Regions from separate parts of the Zea mays genome. Here region 2 is linked to region 1. The links are chromatin contacts, called in public Hi-C maps. All regions are on one chromosome and are shown on one strand. Each heading gives the region's core, a stretch centred on a gene start, on an enhancer-like site or on the middle of the called end of the contact. The rest is flanking DNA. Distances are from core to core; before and after follow the strand shown.

Region 1 (3,022 bases), core at 474-2,973:
TAGAATCATAGCTTGGAGGTACATAAAATCATTTCCAACCTTCCACTCTATAAATTTGAGATAGGCTCTATAAATTTGAGATAGGCTTGTATTTAAACTTTGAAAAGTAATGGAATGTCAAATTCCAAACTAAATAGCCTACCTTATTGAGTAAACTTCAATTCCTTCAAAATGAAGGCATCCAAACACCCCGACTTGTTTAGATGTATGAGGATTGAAGGGGATACGCCCCTCAATCTCCTGCAATCACGACGCATCCAAACAAACCCTTATGCCTCGACGTGCACCGGTGGACCTAGAGTCTGATGACCATGGCCCTCCATCCGTCGTCGTTCCACTCCACTAAATCTAATTATGAAACTTATAAATAAACAAAATTATACATAATCAAGATCTATTTGGCAACAATGTTTCTCGAAACTATGGTTTTATAATACTATACTTTGCAATTATCATGATGATGCTATAGTTTTGCTAGCTCCATGAATATCATAGTTTTAGGAAACATTATTTAGATATAACATTGTAAACCATGATATTTAGACAAAAGCTAGGCATGTCATTAAATCTTTGGATTGGAGTGAAGTTTCTAATACTCAAAAAATACCATAGTTTAGAAACATAGTTTTTAGAAAAGCAATCAGACACCTCGTAGCATAAAATACTCTAGTATCCCTTTACCTCATCTACTTAGCCTACTAAATCATCCAGGCTCTGTTTGTTAGCGTCTATGTGTGCTTTCACCATTTGCACCACAACTCTACGGGTTTTAATCCATATCGTTTGATTCTAATATAAGTGGACTGGAGTGGATCATTAGGTATTAAGAAGGATATTAACTTTTAAGAGATCAAATCTTTCTCAATTCCCTCCAATCCATCTGAATTGTATTTAAAACGAACATGCCTTTAGTTTAGCTCTTCTTGCACTACTATAGGTACCGTAACAAATCTATAATTTAGCTTTGAACTTTTGATCTTGTTTGTTGCAGTTTCTTATCCACATGTGATGTTGAAACTCTAATACTATTGTATATTCAGCTTATATTTCCTTTTATGTATAATTAAAAACAAATTCTATGTTCTAGACTCGACAGTTACTATATTGTAACACCTCAAAACCCTATAGTTGTAATCTAGTACAACTCTCTGAAAGGATTTGAACTAAAATACCTCTTAATAAGGATTTTCTCACTTTCAAGTCACTTCTCTCAAAATTAATATCTTTTCTAATAAAAGAACAAATGAAAAGATCACTAAGTGAATGAAGTTATCTCTTTGTGACCTATACATTGATAGGTACTCCTTAAAGAAATTTAAGTTAAATCATACCTTAATAGAAACTATACAATAGAAAATTATTTCTCTAAAATAAACTATCTTTGTGCGAACTACATAGCTAGAAGCATTTGCAAAAATAGGATAATAAATAAATATGTATATAAAATATATAGTAATGCATCCATACTGGAGTTATTTTTTGGTGTATTTTGAGAGATTAACTTATATTTGAAATTGAAATTTAACCTAGAATCTACATAGAACAATGAAAACAGAAAACAAAAAAAGAGATACTAGAAACTGGCCTATTCGGCCTGATCGCTCGGTTCAGGCCAGCTTGCGTCTGCGCCTCGCCCTTGGTGCCGGCATGCGGGGCCCGTTGGGAGCCCGCTCACCCTATTGCACGCGCGGGGCATTGGGCCGCTGTCACTCTGGCCCGAACGTCACCCCCTCGCACTAGCTCGTCTCGTCACCGACCCGTGGGACCAGGATGCCAGCTGTCGTCCTCCCCAAGCTGGGTGTTGTAACAAACTCCAATGGACTTCGCTGAACCAGTCGCAACCGGGATCCCCGAGCCATGTAATCTTCCTTGCTTAGGTATAAATACCGTGCACCTATACCCGTTGTCCATCCAACAAGTTACCGTGGGATCCCGTCGAATATCGCCACCACCATGAAAATAGGGTTCGAGAGCCAGACCACCATTACCGTGATAAAGTTGAACCGTGGCCAGTGATGTTGACTTGTGGTGTCGCTTAGCCCTCGGGAAGCAATCAAATGTGGTCTCCTGTGTTCGCCTCAAGTAATAGCACCACTGGGGTGTGGGCTGGGCGCCCTGGGTCAACGAATTTCTCACCGAAGTTCATGAGGGCCGCGGAGCCATTGTCCATCGTGGGTAGTGGAGTCTGCACCGCAAAGCCAGGTGAGGTCTTATCCCATAGATTTGTAGTAGTTTCCGCCCCGTATAGCACCGATTGACGTGGGGTTTTGAGTCCCAGAGCCTCGAGTAGCGCGTCTCCAGTGGGGAACTATCGTAATCGCTGGGCGGCGCCGCCGTGTTGGGTTCAGAGGAGGAAGAAAGATGATGGCCGTTCATCTAGGTTTGGACGGCGTGGATTAGGACACATGTGTACCCTTTCGCGTTTTTAAATCTGAGCCACAGATCGGCAAAGAATCGAATCAGGTTTAGCTCGTGGCGTGGATGGTCTTTTGATCGTAGATCCGAAATCAAATGACCAGTGTTGTTCACCGGTTCAGATATGTCTCGATCTAATCTAGACCATTAGAGTTAGATCGGACAACTGCGAATCTGCGTACCCCTTCGTCGTGCTTCTGTTGCTAAATAGACCCTGTGGTTTCTATGATTCAACCCGCCATCCACTCCAGTAGGAAATCCATTACATATAGGTCCCAAATTTTACGATTTTCACCCCAAGCTTATACAAAATAATGGCCGTAGTCCGGGGAATCTTAAAATACCCAAAATAAATTTGGAAAATAGGAAGTGTAAAAATAAGTATAAAATCTTAGGAAGTTCGTATCTTCTCTATTTTAACTCTGATTTAATCCGTTCCAATTGCGATAGGTTCGTAATAAAATCATCTACACAATAGCATACATTATTTTGTTATATCACATAACTTTATAATTAGATAATTATTTACTTGTATAGTAAATTAACCTTTCTAATCAAAGGTAATCTATCCATAATTATAAACTAAATAAAGTATGATATTAAATCA
Region 2 (2,901 bases), core at 193-2,692, 230 kb after region 1:
TATACATATGACTGGAGTGCGGGTTGTTTTCAAATATTCATAAGGACTCTTTTGAAATATTGCCACGCGAAGGGGTATCATCGCAAGAGAACCACACAATCTGCAACCCACGGATCAACTTAACTCGCCACCCTCATTGATTCGACATGGAGCGATGGTCGTTAGATCCGAAATCCGTGGACCAAAGATCGCCCACATCGCAAGTTAGCTTCAGCCTTTCGATCCCCGATTGACGACCCAGAATTGACGAGCCCGAAGAGTTATCTACTTCTAATCTTGACCGCCCATTGCCGGATCAACGACGCCAAGCACGCGTCGGTACACTCTAATCCACATCACATGCCCCAGATCCGACGCCCCCTACGTATCTTCCTCCTTGCGCCCTCCTATTACCCTTTCTCTCTCTCTCTCTTCATGGCCGCCCTACGTCGGTAGCCACCCCACGGCGATGAGCACACAGGTGACCAGGGCCCACTGCGATCAGGTGACCAACCACCGAGCTAGGTGTAGGTTACACGGGTACAAGACTCACATGAAGGTGATTTACCAGAGATCAATATGGTGGCCGAGATGATGGCCATCGGCAATGTCTGATTAGAACGACCAGCCCCGACAAGCATTACCTCCCTGGCGAGCACTGCAGTGGCTTTGGCATGAGTTTACCTCTCTCTCACGGGGCAGCAACGCACCCAGTATCCATGTGTTTGGTTGCCGTAGAATTCGAACCAGACCGACATGAGCCCAACCAGTATTGGTAGAACCGTGATGAGTTCATGCTGATATTTTTGTTTGGTTGTTTGTACAGACTAGTACAGACTAGATACAGATTTTGTTTGGTTGTCTGCACTAGGACGTCTATTAGAGAAGAGTGTATAAATAAACCTCTGAATATTATATAGTATGACTGGTCTAATTTTGTTCACAAAATTTTTAGGAACATAAATATAAAATCGACTTGTTGAATAATTTTTCTAACTAGAAGATACAATAGAAAAACAAACCAATAAACATTCTCATTTTAAGTGCCGCATGCAGCGACCGGATGAGTCCAGCCTGAGCGCGCGCGTACGTGCGTGCGTCACAGGCGTATGGCGCTGGCCTGGCCAAGAGTCAATATTTGCATCTGATGAACCTGCATCCGTAGACAAGTGTACCAAACGACAAACATTTTACGGATCCGCGGCTGCAGCTGTACATGGGCAGCAGTCAACCAAACACGGTCAGCAGGCCGCGCGCGGGTGCGGCATGCACGAAGGTCGTTGGGCTGTTTGCAGGGGAGCGCGCGAGCATGAGATCGACTCGACCAGCGGTCCCACGAGGTCAATGGATTAGTGCTGGTGAGTTGGCGACAGCGGGGTTTGTTGAGATTGCTACGGGGGTGTTGACAAGGCAGGGCCCACGCGCCGGTGTCATAGGCTCCACATGCGAGTGTGCGGTCATCAGACCTGGCGGTGCGGCCCCAGCGGTCAGCGAGGTGAGTGCGGTTGGGTTTATGTCACACAGACCGCGTGGGATAGTAATTCGGCCCAGCCGCCAGCGCCATGGTGATTGTGTGCATGCGAGGTGTGTGGGTGCGCATTTGGGCCAAGCAGGGGAGAAGCCGGGCTCGACAGGAGTTTATATCTTTTCTTTTTTATTTTCTGTCTTCTATTTCAAAATTTTAGTTTCAAACCAAAGTTCAAACTCAACCAAAGTTTGAATATCAACTTCTAAATACTCAAACAACTCCAACATGAGATGCAATATTTATTACATGTATTTATTTGATTCAATGATATAAGTATGTGGTGCACACACACAAAGTTTCTATTTAAAAAAACTATTTTGTATTGTCTAGGTAAAAAAATCAATGATTATCATTTATTTATCTTGAGAAAAAACAATGCTTTCAAGAGTGAATTCTTGATTAGAAGATATTTTATTTTAAATCTTTAGATTACTTATCCCTATGATGATATTTTATTTAATCCCTTAATTAGAAAACACATCTATTTAGATCTTATGATAATTTTTCCTAAAAAGGATTTTTTGGTGTTACATCCCATCAAATTATGCAAATATTCAAAAAGTAAACATTATTATATGTATTACTTGGATACAAACAAAAATGCATAGGGAGAATCCACTTTCCTTGCTCAAACGTGTCCTGCGGGTCGTCTTCGAACGTATTCGGTTCTTCTACCGCATAGTCAGCTTCTAATATAGATTCACATATCGTACATACAAAAGAAAACATTCACCAAATAAATAAACATACACCGTTACATAAATAACATTCACCATTACATGAACAAGCATATACCATATAAACCATACTTAAGATAGTGCTTAGAATAAAACCTAATTCGTACTCATTTTATTAATCCCTTATAACTCTATTTTGGATTGTCACTAGGGAAAGTTATACGGATGTTTGACTACAAAAGTATTTTACATAACATAGCTTAGATGTAATGACTTAACCAATTCTACAGAAATAAATTAATTATCAATTAATTATTTCTATTATGAATAATGATTTCCTTTTACTTTTATATTTTCTTTCTAAAAGAAAAGGTCATTATAATAATCAGAGGTCAAAGCATTTAATAACAAATTAAACCACTGATTAGACTATAATATTTGTATTATTATGAATTCTATACCACTTACTAATTCTGTGTTTAGAAAGTTTCTATTATTTATTTAGTGGGTCAAAATGAACCTATGATTATAAACTTCTAGATTAATTCTAAAATTCATCGTAAACAAAATTAACTATGAAACTACTTATCTAGTGTTTTTATTTCCAACACGTGGTATACTAAATTTTGTCATACTTCTTTCAAATCCCAAATTCTAACGTAATCGTAAACCGATGTTTTGTCTAATAACAATTCACTAATTCATCGCATACATACC

What was found. Hi-C and Micro-C count contacts between places; a contact is called where the count stands out from the background.
Region 2: a Hi-C map of bundle sheath shows a contact between it and region 1, with 4 times the contacts expected there. The contact joins two enhancer-like sites. A contact is called at or near these places in 2 of 25 Hi-C or Micro-C datasets (bundle sheath and endosperm).

Annotation. Positions count from the first base shown.
Region 1 is chr4:99,675,843-99,678,864 of Zm-B73-REFERENCE-NAM-5.0, forward strand. No RefSeq gene overlaps it. Among protein-coding and RNA genes, the nearest start is that of LOC100282648, 180 kb to the right of the region's middle. Within about 2 kb of position 1,724, at least 18 of the 20 cell types and tissues checked have an H3K27ac peak or open chromatin away from gene starts, as enhancers often do. A contact at or near this core is called in bundle sheath and endosperm, where this site is marked.
Region 2 is chr4:99,909,934-99,912,834 of Zm-B73-REFERENCE-NAM-5.0, forward strand. No RefSeq gene overlaps it. Among protein-coding and RNA genes, the nearest start is that of LOC100282648, 53 kb to the left of the region's middle. Within about 2 kb of position 1,443, at least 18 of the 20 cell types and tissues checked have an H3K27ac peak or open chromatin away from gene starts, as enhancers often do. A contact at or near this core is called in bundle sheath and endosperm, where this site is marked.